2 separate regions of the Sus scrofa genome follow, and region 1 is linked to region 2. A link is a contact called in public Hi-C data. All regions are on one chromosome and are shown on one strand. The core of a region is the stretch at or near the end of the contact, and the rest is flanking DNA. Distances in the headings are between cores, read along the strand shown.

The links. Hi-C and Micro-C count contacts between places; a contact is called where the count stands out from the background.
Region 1: a Hi-C map of liver shows a contact between it and region 2, with 3 times the contacts expected there. The contact joins two enhancer-like sites. A contact is called at or near these places in 5 of 47 Hi-C or Micro-C datasets (embryonic fibroblasts, fetal heart ventricle, liver and 2 more).

What each region holds. Positions count from the first base shown.
Region 1 is chr6:52,688,919-52,696,694 of Sscrofa11.1, reverse strand. AP2S1 (adaptor related protein complex 2 sigma 1 subunit) reads left to right here. Exons shown (of 4, transcript NM_001244453.1): 3 at 30-143; 4 at 659-1,055. The coding sequence ends at 760. Among named protein-coding and RNA genes, the nearest start is that of AP2S1, 10 kb to the left of the region's middle. Within about 2 kb of position 2,089, at least 12 of the 83 cell types and tissues checked have an H3K27ac peak or open chromatin away from gene starts, as enhancers often do. A contact at or near this core is called in liver, where this site is marked.
Region 2 is chr6:52,389,556-52,396,362 of Sscrofa11.1, reverse strand. LOC100513542 (serine/threonine-protein phosphatase 5) reads right to left here. Exons shown (of 13, transcript XM_003127234.6): 3 at 3,493-3,640; 4 at 2,679-2,800. Among named protein-coding and RNA genes, the nearest start is that of PNMA8A, 36 kb to the left of the region's middle. Within about 2 kb of position 4,787, at least 17 of the 83 cell types and tissues checked have an H3K27ac peak or open chromatin away from gene starts, as enhancers often do. A contact at or near this core is called in liver, where this site is marked.

The sequences.
Region 1 (7,776 bases), core at 840-3,339, 300 kb before region 2:
CTGTCGCTCACAGCTTCTCCGCCCCGCAGTTCCGGAACTTCAAGATCATTTACCGACGCTACGCCGGCCTCTACTTCTGCATCTGCGTGGACGTCAACGACAACAACCTGGCCTACCTGGAGGCCATCCACAACTTTGTGGAGGTGCGCGGGCGGGCGGGCAGCCCTGGTCCCCTCCCTTGGGGTGCTCGGGACCCCCTTGTTTTCCCCTCAGTCGGGGGGGAGCGGGAGGAGGCACAGACATGAGGTCTTTCCCGCCCCCCCCTCGCTGTGTCCTCTGCTCTGGGCTTTCCCTCTTCCTCGGTTTCTTTCTGACCTTTTTCCGCCGTCGCTTCCCGATGCCCCTCGTTGCTGGTGCTGTGTGTCTCCCTCCCTGCCTGTCTCTCAGCAACTCTGTCTTCCTCGCCCAGGTCTTAAATGAGTATTTCCACAATGTCTGTGAACTGGACCTGGTGTTCAACTTCTACAAGGTGGGTCCTGGCCGAGGGGCTGGGAGTTGGGGGCAGGAGGGTGGGCCAGAACCCTACAGCTGCCCCAGTGCCTCTGCTGATGCCTGGTCCCTGGCTGTCAGGCGTCAGAGCGCCCCCCAGGTCCTGAGGTTCAGATCAGCATTCTGGGGTGATCGCCCCGGGATCTCCCCTTGACCTCCCTTCACTCAGGTTTACACGGTCGTGGACGAGATGTTCCTGGCCGGTGAGATCCGTGAGACCAGCCAGACGAAGGTGCTCAAACAGCTGCTGATGCTGCAGTCCCTGGAGTGAGGGCGGCCGCCCGGCTTCTCACCCCTCCCCGGACCAGCCTGCTCCCTCCCCGTTCCCAGGCCTGGCATCGTTGCCCCCTGCGGCTCCTCCCTCAGCTGCCCAGGAGGAAGGCACCCAGCTGGGTCTGGGCCACAAGGGAGGAAGCCCCACCCCACGGCCCCTGGGCCCCAACTGCGGGCAGAGGCCACTTCGCGTGTACCGAGTACCCGTGCCTGTTGTCATTGTGTGATGCTGTGAGTGCGTGCGTGGAGCCCCCCAATAAATCTGTGGTCCCCGCCTGGCCTCATGTCTTTGAGCACTTGTCTGTCTTCCCTGGGAAACGTGGGCAGCTCCCGGTGCCCTGCCATCAGTGTGTCAGATAGTCAACAAACCCTCCTCATCCTGAGCAAGGTGGTGGGGTTGGGGGATGGGTGCATTCACACCTGCTTCTGCCCACAGAGGGTACCCGAGCCTGGAAGGGGTGACAGACTGAGACACTGAGCACTTGCTACTAAAATAATCATAGCATTGTTATTTCTGGTGGCTCAGCAGGTTAAGGATCTGGTGTTGTCACTGCTGTGGCTTGGCCCGGGGAACTTCTGCATGCTGTGGGTGCAGCCAAAAGAATATAATAAATGGTGGTACTCTTAGCCCACATTGACAGCTCTTAAGCTCAGTTCTAAGGATCCATGCCTATTACCTTACTTAATCCTCACGGGATGAGTAGCCCCATTTTCCAGAGGAGATCGCCGAGTTTAAAAAGACTCACGTAGCTAGTCTGCAGCTGAACCAGGTTGGTTTTGAGCCCAGGTGGCTCCAGACTCCATGTTCTTTTTTTTTTTTTCTTTTTTGGCCACCCTATGGCAAATGGAAGTTCCTGGGCCGGGCTTGAACCTGAGCTGGAGCTTTGACTTATGCCTCAGCTGCGGCCACGCCGGATCATTTACCCACTGCGCTCCAGCGGAAGTTCGCAGAATCCTCAATAACCGCCAGACCGGAGGTGGTTGCAAGTGCAGGCACTGGACCCAGTGTTCGTGGTTCTCAGGCACGGCCCCGCTGGCACTTGGGGTGGGTTGATTCTTTCTGGCATGAGACTGTGCCAGTAGTGGCCTGATTGTCTGCCTCCATCTGCCAATTGCCAGTCCTCAGTGGCCCTTGGCCATTGTGACAAGAAAACATCATTGCATGTTTCTGGTCCCCTCTGGACTGGTCGCGTCCCCCTCCCCCCACTCCCCCAGCCCCTGCCCATTGAGAGCAGCGTGATGGCCTTTGGCTGCAGCCGTGACCAGCTCCCTTGGCAGAGCCAAGAACAGCACCAGGCATGTTGACTCTGCTCTTATTAATGTGCCAGCGCTTTGCGTCACTCTCCCAACTACAGAGGCAGGCGTGTTCCAGCTCAGCCACATCCACACTGTGAAGACTTGGGGTAAGTCACTTAACCTCTCTGACCTCTGTTTCTTCATCTGGAATGTGGGTTGAGGAGTTCCCGATGTGGCTCAGTGGGTTAAGAACCTGACTAGTATCTATGAGGGTGCAGGTTTGATCCCTGGGCTTGTTCAAGTGGGTTAAGGATCCAGGGTTGCCATGAGCTATGGTGTAGTTTACAGACGAGGCTCGGATCTGGCGTTGCTGTGGCTGTGACATAGGCTGGCAGCTGCAGCTCTGATTTGACCTCAGGCCTGAGAACGTCTATATGCCACACAGGTGTGGCCAAAAAAGCTAAATAAAATAAACTGAAAACCAAGTGCGTTGAGTTATCTCACGGCATATTGAATTAAGGACCCAGCTTTGTCACTGCAGTGGCTTGGGTCAATGCTATTTGATCCCTGGCCCCGGAATCAAAGGGCGGGAACAAACAAACAAAAAAAAAAACAAGTGCCGGCAAGCATGCGGAGCAACCAAACTCTCATATATTGCTGGTGGGATTGCGAAATGGGGCAGGATCTCACAAAGTTAAACATTATGCTTACTTTATGACTCAGCACACAGACTCCTGTTTGGCCAAGAGAAATAAAAACTGGGAGTTTGGGTCGTGGCTCAGTCATTATGAACCCAACTAATTTCCATGAAGATGCAGCTTCCATCCCTGGCCTTGCTCAGTGGGTTAAGTAAGGAACTGGTGTTACTGCAACCTTTGGGGTAGGTTGAAGATCTGGCTCAGATCTGGCATTGTGGAGTTCCCGTTGCGATGCAGCGGAAACCAATCCAACTAGTATCCATGAGGATGCAGGTTTGATCCCTGGCTTTGCTAGTGTGTCGAGGATCCAGCGTTGCCGTAGATGCGACTCAGATCCCCAGGTGCTGTGGCTGTGGCTGTGGCAGCTCCAATCTGACCCCTGGCCCAGAGAACTTCCATATGCCTCAGGTTTGGCCATTAAAAAAAAAAAAGAGAGAGAGAATAGGCCAGAAACAGACACACAAATCCATGGAGATTTAGTACAAGACAGAAGGGGCCTTCCAGACCCTGGGGGAGGGTGTGGGTTACACCCATGGGCTGGGAGATCTGATTGCTCCCTCACACCATACACAAAAGTCATCCCCGTGGGTTGCAGAACAAAGTGCTTAGATGATGGAGTTCCCATCATGGTGCCGCGGAAACGAATCCAACTAAGAACCATGAGGTTGAGGGTTCGATCCCTGGCTTTGCTCAGTGGGTTAAGGATCCGGTGTTTCCGTGAGCTGTGGTGTAGGTCACAGACGCAGCTCGCATGCCACGTTGCTGTGGCTGTGGTGTAGGCCGGCAGCTACAGCTCTGATTCGACCCCTAGCCTGGGAACCTCCATATGCTTCGAGTGTGGCCCTAAAAATTTTTTTTAAAAAGGGGAAAAAAAAAAAAAAAGAAGATGAGGAACAGCCAAATGGGCTAATGTGCAAAAGAGGAAGGGGGAAACATCTTTAGAAGTCCCTGAAGATGCGGACAGGAGGCGGGCTAGGTACATGGGGTAGGAGATTGTATCTCTAGCTCAAGCCACATACAAAACAGCTGAGATGTAGCCTATTAGTTATCGGTGGGCTGAGTGAAGAGAGGCCTGGCAGGAGGGTGTGGGAGCCTCAGGAACCTGGTTGAGAGTGAATTCCAGGTGGGGATGGGAGAGATTATTTCCTTCTGGTCTGGGGAAGGGAGAGGCCAGCCCAGCCCAGCCCAGCCCAGAGGGTAATGTTAGCTGGAAAACTGGCTCCATGCCTGACACCTGCCTGAGTCTTTTCAAGGTTGGCCAGGGTCAGCCTTGCCTTCCCTCCCCTGGGATGCAATCCTGCACTTGGCTGACAACATCCTCTTAAACTAACATGGCACAAGTTGGGCACTTTCCTATGAGTGGCTGCACATTAAGCGCTGGAATATCCTATTTCCTTGAGCAGCATGGAATCCACTGTCTTTTCAGGTATGAAGGCTGGACCCTTGGATGGGGTTCATGCCTCTTCTGTCCTTCGTACATCCCACATTTAGTCAGCAGGCAATCATTTTGGTGTGAGCTTCAACCTGCATCCAAAGTCTTAATCCTGGAGTTCCCACTGTGGCTCAGTGGGTTGAGACCCACTAGTATCCATGAGGCTGGGGATTCAATTCTTGGCTTCAGTCAGTGGCTTAAGGATTCCGCTATGCAGTGGCTGTGGTGCAGGCTGGCAGCTGCAGTTTTCTTGGTTTTGTTGTGCTTTTTGCTTTCAAGGTGCAGCATATGGAAGTTCGCAGGCTAGGGATCAAATTGGAATTGCAGCTGCCAGCCTATGCCACAGCCATGGCAACTCGGGAACCGAGCCCTGTCTGTGACTTACACCACAGCCCATGCAATGCTGGATCCCTGACCCACAGAGTGAGGCCAGGGATGGAACCTGCAACCTCAAGGATACTAGTCAGATTCATTTCTATTGTATCACAATGGGAACTCCTGCAGTTGTTTTTTTTTTTTTTTTTTTCTTTTTAGGGCCACACCCATGGCATATGGAGATTCCCAGGCTAGGGGTCCGATCAGAGCTATAGCTACCAGCCTATGCCACAGCAATGCAGGATCCGAGCTGTGTCTGCAACCTACACGGCAACGCCAGATCTTTAGCCCACTGAGCAAGGTCAGGGATCGAACCCACAACCTCATGGTTCCTAGTCAGATTCATTTCTGCGGCGCCAGGACAGGGGCTCTCACTCCCGCAGCTCTGATTCGACACCCCTCCCCCAGGCTGGGAACTTCCATATGCCACACCTGTGGCCTAAAAATAAAATAAAACAAACAAAACAGGGAGTTCCTGTGGTGGCGCAGTGGTTAACGAATCCGACTAGGAACCATGAGGTTGCGGGTTCGGTCCCTGCCCTTGCTCAGTGGGTTAACGATCCGGCGTTGCAGTGAGCTGTGGTGTAGGTTGCAGACGCGGCTCGGATCCTGCGTTGCTGTGGCTCTGGCGTAGGCCGGTGGCTATGGCTCCGATTCGACCCCTAGCCTGGGAACCTCCATATGCCGCAGGGGCGGCCCAAGAAATAGCAAAAAGACAAAATAAATAAATAAATAAATAAAATAAAACAAAATAAAATAATTAAATTAACTAAAAAAAAACCAAGGTCTTAACCCCAAGCTAACCACTGGGCCAGCCTCCAGCATCTCCTACCTGGACTATCACAGTCGCCGCCTTGCTGTTCTTTGCCAACAGAAAGTTCCCTGCTCGTTAGCAGAATCCTTTCGCAGGAAGCAAATGATAAGAGAATGATGTCACTTCCTTCCTCAAATTGCTCCTGTGGCTTCCGCTTCATTCAGCAAGACCCACAAGATCCCCGTCCCCTCTCTAACCTCATCTCATAGCAATGCTGGATCCCCAACCCACCAAGCGAGGCCAGGGATGGAACCCACATCCTCTTGGATCCTAGTCTCGTTCATTAACGGCTGAGCCATGAAGGGAAATCCCTCACACATGCTCTCGAAGGAGGTTGGGACTGGCTCCTCTTCTGGGCAGGTGAGGGGCCGGAGGATCAGAGATGTGAAGTCCTTTCGCTGGAGTCGCACAGCCCAGAAGTCCTGGGATTGTAGGAAGTCTGTCTGTGGCCAGGGCCATCGTCTCACCTTTATAGCTGCGGAGTCTTTTTGCCAAAGCCTTCATGGAAAAATCAAGAGTCCTCATGTCATAGGCCGTTTTTTTGCTTTTGTTTGTTAAAGTTTTTTTTTGTTTTTTTTTGTTTGTTTGTTTGGTTTTTTTGGTCATTTTAGGGCTGCACTGGTGGCATATGGAGGTTCCCAGGCTAGGGGTGGAATCGGAGCTGTACCCACGGCCTACACTGCAGCCACAGCAACACCAGATCTGAGCCGTGTCTGCGACCTACACCACAGCTCACGGCCACGCCAGATCCTTAACCCACTGTGCAAAGCCAGGGATTGAATGTGCATCTTCATGGATACTAGTCAGATTCTTTTCCACTGAGTCACAATGGGATTTCCCATGGGCTGTTATTTTGAGTGTCTGTTTTGGCCGTGGCATGCCCTGGCTTAATGTGGGATCTCAGTTCCCAGAGCAGGGACTGAATCCTGGTGGCAGCAGTCAAAGTGCCAAATCCTAACCACTAGACCACCAGGGAACTCTCTGTTTGTTTGCTTTTCATTATGAACCCATTGACTCACTGGGCCCTCACCATCCAGGGTCTACCCTTGCATTTATCTTGAAGCAATCCCCAGGAGTCTATCATCCAGGCACACATTCCCTGGTATCCAGGCAGCCTTAGAATTACTGCATCTTCAGCATGAGAGTCACTGGAGGTGATCCTGTGGCCTCCTCTATGCTGACTGACTTTGTGGAATTGCTTAGCATCATGGCCAACAGTGAGGCCACTGAAGCCAGATGGCCTGGGTTCAAAGCAGCTTTCCCACTCACTGGCTGTGCAGCCTCAGGTGAGAACCTCTGTTTTCTCATCTGTCAAGTGGGGGCAATAATAACAGTCCCTACTGCACAGGGCTGTTGGGGAGGAGGGGTTATTTATTTATTTATTTTGGCCGAACCCACGGCATGTGGAAGTTCCCGGGCCAGGGATCGAACCCACGCCACAGCAGCAGCCTGAGCCACAGCAGTGGCAATGCCGGATCCTTCACCCACTGAGCAAGGCCAGGGATCAAACCTGCATCCTCATGGATACTAGTTGGGCTGGTAACCTGCAAGGCCACCAGGGAACTCCTGGTTGGGATTTAAATGAGCAAATATATACCAAGAACTTAGAACAGGACCTGCATTTAGAACAAATATTTGTTTTTGGGAGATTTCAAATCTTTGAGTGATAAAAATTGCAGCAATCATCCCAAACAAATACCAGGGCACAACTGCCTGTGGCGGTGTCGGTGAAGATGACTAAACCAGTATTTTGGTACATGTTTTAAAAAAAATGTCAAAATGCTCTTAGTAACACAAATATTTTATTTTAGCTTGAAAAAAAAAAAAAGAAACGGAGTTCCTGCGCAGTGGTTAACGAATCCGACTAGGAACCATGAGGTTGCGGGTTCGATCCCTGGCCTCGCTCAGTGGGTTAAGGATCCGGTGTTGCTGTGAGCTGTGGTGTAGGTCGCAGACACGGCTCGGATCCTGTGTTGCTGTGGCTGTGGCGTAGGCCGGCAGCTGTAGCTCCGATTCAACCCCTAGCCTGGGAACCTCCATGTGCCGTGGGAGCGGCCCAAGAAATGGAAAAAGCCAAAAAAAAAAAAAAAAAAAGAAAGAAAGATAGAAAGATGGCCTTTGAATTCCATCTTCTCCACTTTGTTTCAGACCTTAAGGGTCAAGCCTAATCGGTCAACTGATGCATGGATACGCAAACTACGGTACACCCATACAAGGTAATTCTTTTATTTTTTTTTTATTTTTTTTTTTTTTTTTTTTATTTTTTATTTTTTTTTTTTTTTGGTCTTTTGTCTTTTTTTGTTGTTGTTGTTGTTGCTATTTCTTGGGCCGCTCCCACGGCATATGGAGGTTCCCAGGCTAGGGGTTGAATCGGAGCTGTAGCCACCGGCCTACGCCAGAGCCACAGCAACGCGGGATCCGAGCCGCGTCTGCAACCTACACCACAGCTCACGGCAACG
Region 2 (6,807 bases), core at 3,538-6,037:
GAGGGTGAGAAGTGGGGTGCTGAGAGGAACAGGTAGGGGAGGCCCAGCCGGAAACAGAGGTGGCCCCCAGGCTATGACCTGAGTGGCCTATGTAGCATTTAAATATTAGGATTATTTCACAGGAAGCCCTAGACTCCTGATTTCTCCTAAAACAATCAGCGCCAAGAAACACCCAAGCTGGGAGTTCCTGTCGTGGCTCAGCGGAAATGAACCTGACTAGTATCCAAAAGGATGCAGGTTCGATCCCTGGCCTCGCTCAGTGAGTTAAGGATCCGGTGTGGCCGTGAGCTGTGGTGTAGGTTGCAGACATGGATCTGGCATTGCTGTGGCTCTGGTGCAGGCCGGCAGCTACAGCTCCAATTCAGCTGCTAGCCTGGGAATCTACATATGCTGCAGGTGCGGCCCTAAGAAAAAAGACAAAAAAGAAAAAAGAAACTCTCAGGCTGAATCCAGATGTGTAACATTTTATAAAACAACTGGCTTGGAAATATCTAAATATCAGCGTCACAAAAGAATTTTGCAAAAACAGAGTTCCCGTCATGGCACAGCGGTTAATAAATAAGACTAGGCGGGTTCGATCCCTGGCCTTGCTCAGTGGGTTAAGGATCTGGTGTTGCCGTGAGCTGTGGTGTAAGTTGCAGATGCGGCTCGGATCCCGCGTTGCTGTGGCTCTGGCGTAGGCCGGTGGCTACGGCTCCAAATGGACCCCTAGCCTGGGAACCTCCATATGCCACAGGAGCGGCCCAAGAAATAGCAAAAAAGACAAAAAAAAAAAAAAAAAAAAAAAAAAAGAATTTTGCAAAAAGGTATGAGACTGACTATTCTAGATGGAAAGAGGTAAAAAATGCAGGTCCTATGCAGTAATTGATTCTTGGATTCTGCATTTTAAAAAAAACAGCTAAACTCACGTTGCAACAGAACAAAGGGTGGGGGAAAAAATGTAATTGTAATGTATACATGTAAGGATAGCTTAATCCCCTTGCTGTACAGTGGGAAAATAAAATTAAAAATAAATAAATAAATAAAAATAAAAATAAAAAAACAGCTAAAATGATGTTTTGAAAAATAACTGGGGGAAATTAAAATATTCGCCTGGCAACACAGATAGTGCCCGTTCTCAGTGATTGAAGATGACCTTGACAATGTCATGTGCATCTGACAGTGTCTGCGGGTCTTATGGTCGGCCTGGGGCTGTCCGCCTTAGCTGGTATTACTGTATCCAAGCTAAAGTTCTGCGGTGGGATGACTAAGTTACAGTCAAGCAAGAGAATGTCCTGTTTTTAGGGGATTCAGGTTATGATGCAACTTATTCTCGAGTGGTTGGGCGAAAGTAAAAAGGGTGTGCGTGACACACACGCATATACATGTATACACAGAAGGCGTCAAAATGTGAACAGTTAGTGAATCTAGGTGAAGAGGGTACAGATGTTTACAGAACTGTTCTTTTGACTTTTCTGTAGATTTGACACGTTTCTACATAAAACGTTAGGACAACAAAGTGTTAAAGTCAAGTAGATGGCCACTGCTGGTCAGAACACGGAAAGTTATCGAAGATAGTCCCTCTGGCCCATGAGGAGAAAGAGCCAAAGGGACAAAAAACCACAAACAAACCCAAACACCAAAAACAAATTAACAAACAAACACTCTGAAACACATCTGAGTCAAGGATGCAAAGAGGTCTGAATTACTCGAATGGGGACAGTGAGGGTTCCCAGGAAAAAGGGACTGTGACTGTCTCCCTCGGGGCAGCTGGCATGACAAAGCCCCAAGCAGCCCCTGATGCAGGCCTGTGCCCTCGCCCACCGATTCTCTCCACGGCCACGCGGGCACGAGGCGGCGTGGTGGAGAGAGGCCTTCTGAGGCACAAAAGTGGGGGCGAGACTAGAGAGCGGAAAACTCACCAGCCACCCCAAAATCTGGCAGCAGGTCTGTAGAGGGGGAAAAAAAAAAAAAATGTAGCGTTTTCCTACAGTTTCAAAAGCTGGAGACTTGACAGCGCAAAGACATGCCCAGGATTTTGGCAGGGCTGAGATCCCAAGCCCTGCTGACAGGAGCGTCCTGATTCACTCTGAAAAAAATCTGAAGCCAGCCGTGAACAAAGGCCAAGAAGAGCTGCCCCTCGACTGCCGACGAGAGGGACACAGCCCTGCCACTAGCAGCCCGACAGAACCAGGTCCTGCCATGATGTGCAGAAAAACGTTATTTGCCTTGGTCGCTACTGTTTTTTTTGGTCGTGGCCACGGCACATGGAAGTGACCTGAGCCACTGCAGTGATGATGCCGGATCCTTAACCCACTGCCACAAGAGAACTACTGTTCTTTTACACAAAATGTCTGGCATACAATAAAAAATTTAAAGACACAAAAAGCCGACAATGGAAGCAGACCGCGAGATGACCCAGATGGTGGAATATCCAGACAGAGACTTGAAAATAACCATGAAAAATGTGTTAAAGGCTCTAGCAGGAAAGGCAAATGACATGCACGAGCATATGTGGCAGAGAGATGAAAGCGGTCTTCAAAAATAAGCCAGTGGAAACGCTAGAAGTAAAGGATTCCTTTGCATGGCGCCTGGCGCGCCCCGGGCTCAGCAAGCGCGGGCCACCGGGACCCCCGTCCTGGAGTGGCCCTCTGCGGTGGGCTTCAGGCACAGCTGGGCAGCCCCCGCCGGGGCGTTACCTGGTAGGCGCACTTCCGGTGCAGTTTCTTCTGGTCCTTGTACCACTGCATGAGCTCCTTCATGAAGGTGGCTGTCACTCGGCCGTCCTCCAGCTTGGGCCCGCTGTACTCATCCTCGATGGCTGGTGTGTGAATGGGGGGACCAGAGTCAGTGGCCACGGCCACTGGGAGGGTGGGAAGTGGGGCCGGGCTCCCAGGCACGGGGCAGACACGGCTCTGGACACACAGGTTGAGAGGGGGACGGAGTGAGAGAAGCGTCCTCCCCTGGCCGGGGCCTCTCATGGCCGCTCCTTCCGCTCAGGTCAGCTCCCAGGCCCTCTCGGTGCCCTCCCCGTCTACCGCGGCCCCTCCCTGCCAGGACGTGACCGCGCTCAGCACTGTGAGCTGACGAGTCCATCCTCTCCCCACCGGGACACCAGCCCCTCGAGGGCAGGGACAGGTCTGTCCACAGCTGCATCCCCAGGGCCTACACCAGCGTCTGGCACCCAGGAGGTGCCCAACAGTCATCTGCGGAATGAATGACTCATCTGAGTGCCTAGGGGACCTAAGGACAAATCAGACATGGAAGGTCCACAACAGGTGGGTGCAGCTGTGGGTGGCAGGGTGGGCAGTACAGCAGGGAAGCTCGCTGGACCTGGGGGCCTGCAGCCCCAGCTCTGGACTGTGGAGTCCCCAGGTGCGCAGGCAGAGGAGCAACAGACGGTGCGTGAGCCCCACGGCCCCCAGGCCCCAGCATGCAGGGGAATGGAAGGTCCAGGCCAGGATGTGCAATGTTCTGGGTAGGGCACGGAGAGCGCACCCAGACCCTACTCACTCATGCTCTCGATGTCGAGTGAGTCCACGACGGAGCGCTTGTGCTCATCACCTGCAATGGCCCGCTCGAAGGCTTTCTGCTTCACGATCTTGTTGCATTCCTGGTACTTCATCTTGGCGTCCTTGTCGTGGGGCTTCACCTTCACCACCTGGGTGTGTGGGTGGGTGAGAGGGGAAGGAAGGGAACAGGTATCAACGCCCAGGCCGAGGTCGGGCAAAGGAGCCTCAAGGAGACAGACGCCATGGCCATCTTTGGCCTGCCTGGCCCCAGGCTCCACCAACGTGGAGCAGAGTGGCTGGGCCACCGGGTACCAGGGATACAAGCTTGGGCTCAGCCTCTAGGCCTCGGTTTCTGCACCCCCAAAGTGGGCCTGACGGAGCTGCCAACACAGGGCTGCTGAGAAGGTAAACATGTTAACCCACACAGACACTCATAATAAATCTCAGCTCTGACCACCATCAACTGGCCACTGGAGGCACGCGTCCAGCTCCAGCTTCCTCGCTGGAACCAGGGTGGGCCGAGGCACAGTTCATGATGTTATTTCCAAGGTGGGTGGGATTGAGAGGAAAGCAGGGGCTGATCCAAAGTCTCTGTTAACAGCCCAGACTCATCTGAAGAGGCAATGACTTGCCGGGGAACCTGGACTCCATGATCCTCAGTTTTCTCATCCACAAAATGCAGACACGACAGGCTCCACCTGCCAGGGCTGTTGGGAGGCTAAGTAATGAACACAGGGCCTGGCGGGCAGCCTGGGTGGGCGAGCAGCAGCCGGCACCCAGTGGTGGCAAGGCCCTCATTCAACTTTGGGCTTTGCGGGAGGTGGGGAGGGACCCAGGGCAAATGAGCCCCTGAGTTTTCTCTTCTGAAGGAAGGTAGAGACTGGGTCACAGATCCAGGACTCGTGGGTTCCAATCTCAGCTCTGCAATCATCAGGAGCGTGACCTGGGCAATGAGTTTGCCTGCGACCCCGTCCCCCTCAGCGGGCAGCTGAGAGGACTGAGTGAGTGCACGCAGCGGGGCCGGGCAAGAGTCAACTCCACATGCTCACATGCTGCCCTCCTCGGCCGCCATTCATAGGCTGCTGTGCGGATTAAATGAGATCACACGCACTGAGCCCCAGACCTCAGGACACGCTTAGTTCTCAGTAAAAGGAGCCGGCGCTGTCCCTCCCTTCTACGTTGCTTCCTACAAACTCTACTCCTCCAAGCTCAGAAGCAGGCAGGCCTGCACGCAGAGCCCGGCTCTGCCCCTCACTTGCTGTGTGACCTTGGGCAAGTGAGTTCACTCCGAGACGCCCTTTAGCTACTGTCAGTGCGATTAGGAGTGGACCCTGGCTGACCTGCCCATCCTGCTGGCCTCCCTAGGTGTGGGCCCCCTCAGCTCCTGCTCCCCACAGCGGGCAGGAAGGGCTGCCAGGGCTGCCATGTCCCTGGTGGAAAGAGACCACCAGAAAGGGTCAGAAGCCCGGACAAAGGCACTTGCTGATCCCCGAGGGTCAATGGGGCTCCCCCACCCCCCAGAATGGGTATGCAGGCCAGGTGGGGTGGCAGGGAGCTGGGTCTGGGCAGGCTCAGGCTAGGGCACCCTGCCAGGCAGCTCCACCTGGGGTGGGGGCACCGTGCCAGGCTTAGGAGAAAAGCAGCACCAGGCATTCCCTGGAGTCCTTCCCAACGAGGAGAGGTTATAGTCCACACCCCAGGATAAAGTCCAAGCCACCCTCTGTTTGCTCAGCACTACCAGCCAGACCAAACTCACAAGTCCCCAAAGGGGCCAGCTCCCGCTCACCTCCAGGCCTCGTACAGGCTTGGCCCAGAGCACACTTCCACCTCCAGCTCCTTTCTAGCTCCTGCTCCTCTTCCGGCTCTCAGCTCCCTCATGTGCAACCACTGCCCCCATCCGCCAGGCTGCGTCAGGTACCCCCTCGGGGCTCCCCAGCAGGCCGAGTACTGCAGGAACCTGCCTCCCCACTGGAAGGTGGCTGGGAGGCGGGAGCTGAGGCTGAGTCCCAGATGTCAACAAACGTCCTGACTGGACAAGGACGACCCCGCCACCCCAAGCATCTCCTCTGAGCCCCTGCCGGGTTCTCAGACAACACTACGCTGCCGGGACTAAAGGAGCTGGGGCAGTAACAGCAGCGGCAAGCGTACCCAGTGCAGTGCTTACTATGCGTCTGAGGGTGTAAGCAACTGCCCTGCTCACTTGATCGTCAGAGCAGCGCTACGTGGTGTGATCACAATCTCCACTGGACAGATAAGGAAACTGAGGCCCAGAGAGGCAAAGACACTGATCTAAGAAGCCAGCGTTTGGTTCTCTCCCTGCATAAGATTGTGACTCCCGCCATGCACGCTGGGACGTGCTCACCTCCCTACTCTCGGCCATCGTCCCCACAGCGCCCTGCACCCCTTCAGGGAGACGCTGGTCATGGTCAGAGTGCAGGCAGCCCCACCTCTCTGGCCTCCCTCAGCATCTAGAAAGCAAGGAGGGTGCCAGCAATCCTGGGGTGGGGGGGGTAATGTGACAACTTAACATCGGGCCCCGGAGTTCCTGTCGTGGCGTAGCAGAGATGAATCCAACTAGAAACCATGAGGTTGCAGGTTCGATCCCTGGCCTTGCTCAGTGGGTGAAGGATCCGGCATTGCCGTGAGCTGTGGTGTAGGTCGCAGATGTGGCTCGGATCTGACGTTGCTATGGCTGTGGCGTAGGCCGGCGGCTATAGCTCTGATTAGACCCCTAGCCTGGGAACCTCCATATGCTGCAGGAGCGGCCCTAGAAAAGACAAAAAAACCAAAAAAAAAAACAAAAAACAAAAAACCCAACAAAGTGGGATCTAGGCCATGTCCGTGTCAGTATCTGACTATGGTATTTTCGTAATGATGCCAGTTATGTCAGTGGGGAAACTGGGAGAATGGGACCTCTATATTACTTCTTATAACTCCGAGTGAAGCTATGGCACTCTCAAAATTAAAAGCTGTTTTCAAAAAGGAGCCTTTTCAGCTGGGAGTACTAATGGGCAGTAACTACAGTGCTCCAACCGACAAAACGCTAACACAGGCTCAACATCCCCATGTGAAGCCATGGGGGCTGCGTGTACTGGGGAACTGGGAACTGCCCGGATTTCAGAAAGGTGACACGGTGCCAGGGCTGTATGTTATGTGACGCCCCCAGTGGACCAGGTGGCACCTGGAGACTACACACCCTTCTGTTTCTGCAGCAAAACCTCCAATTGCACCACCTGGGAGCATTCAAGACCATTGACAGCCTCCTATTTTAAGTCCAGGTCAGCTTTCATCACCAAACGAGTTGACTGAACTTACC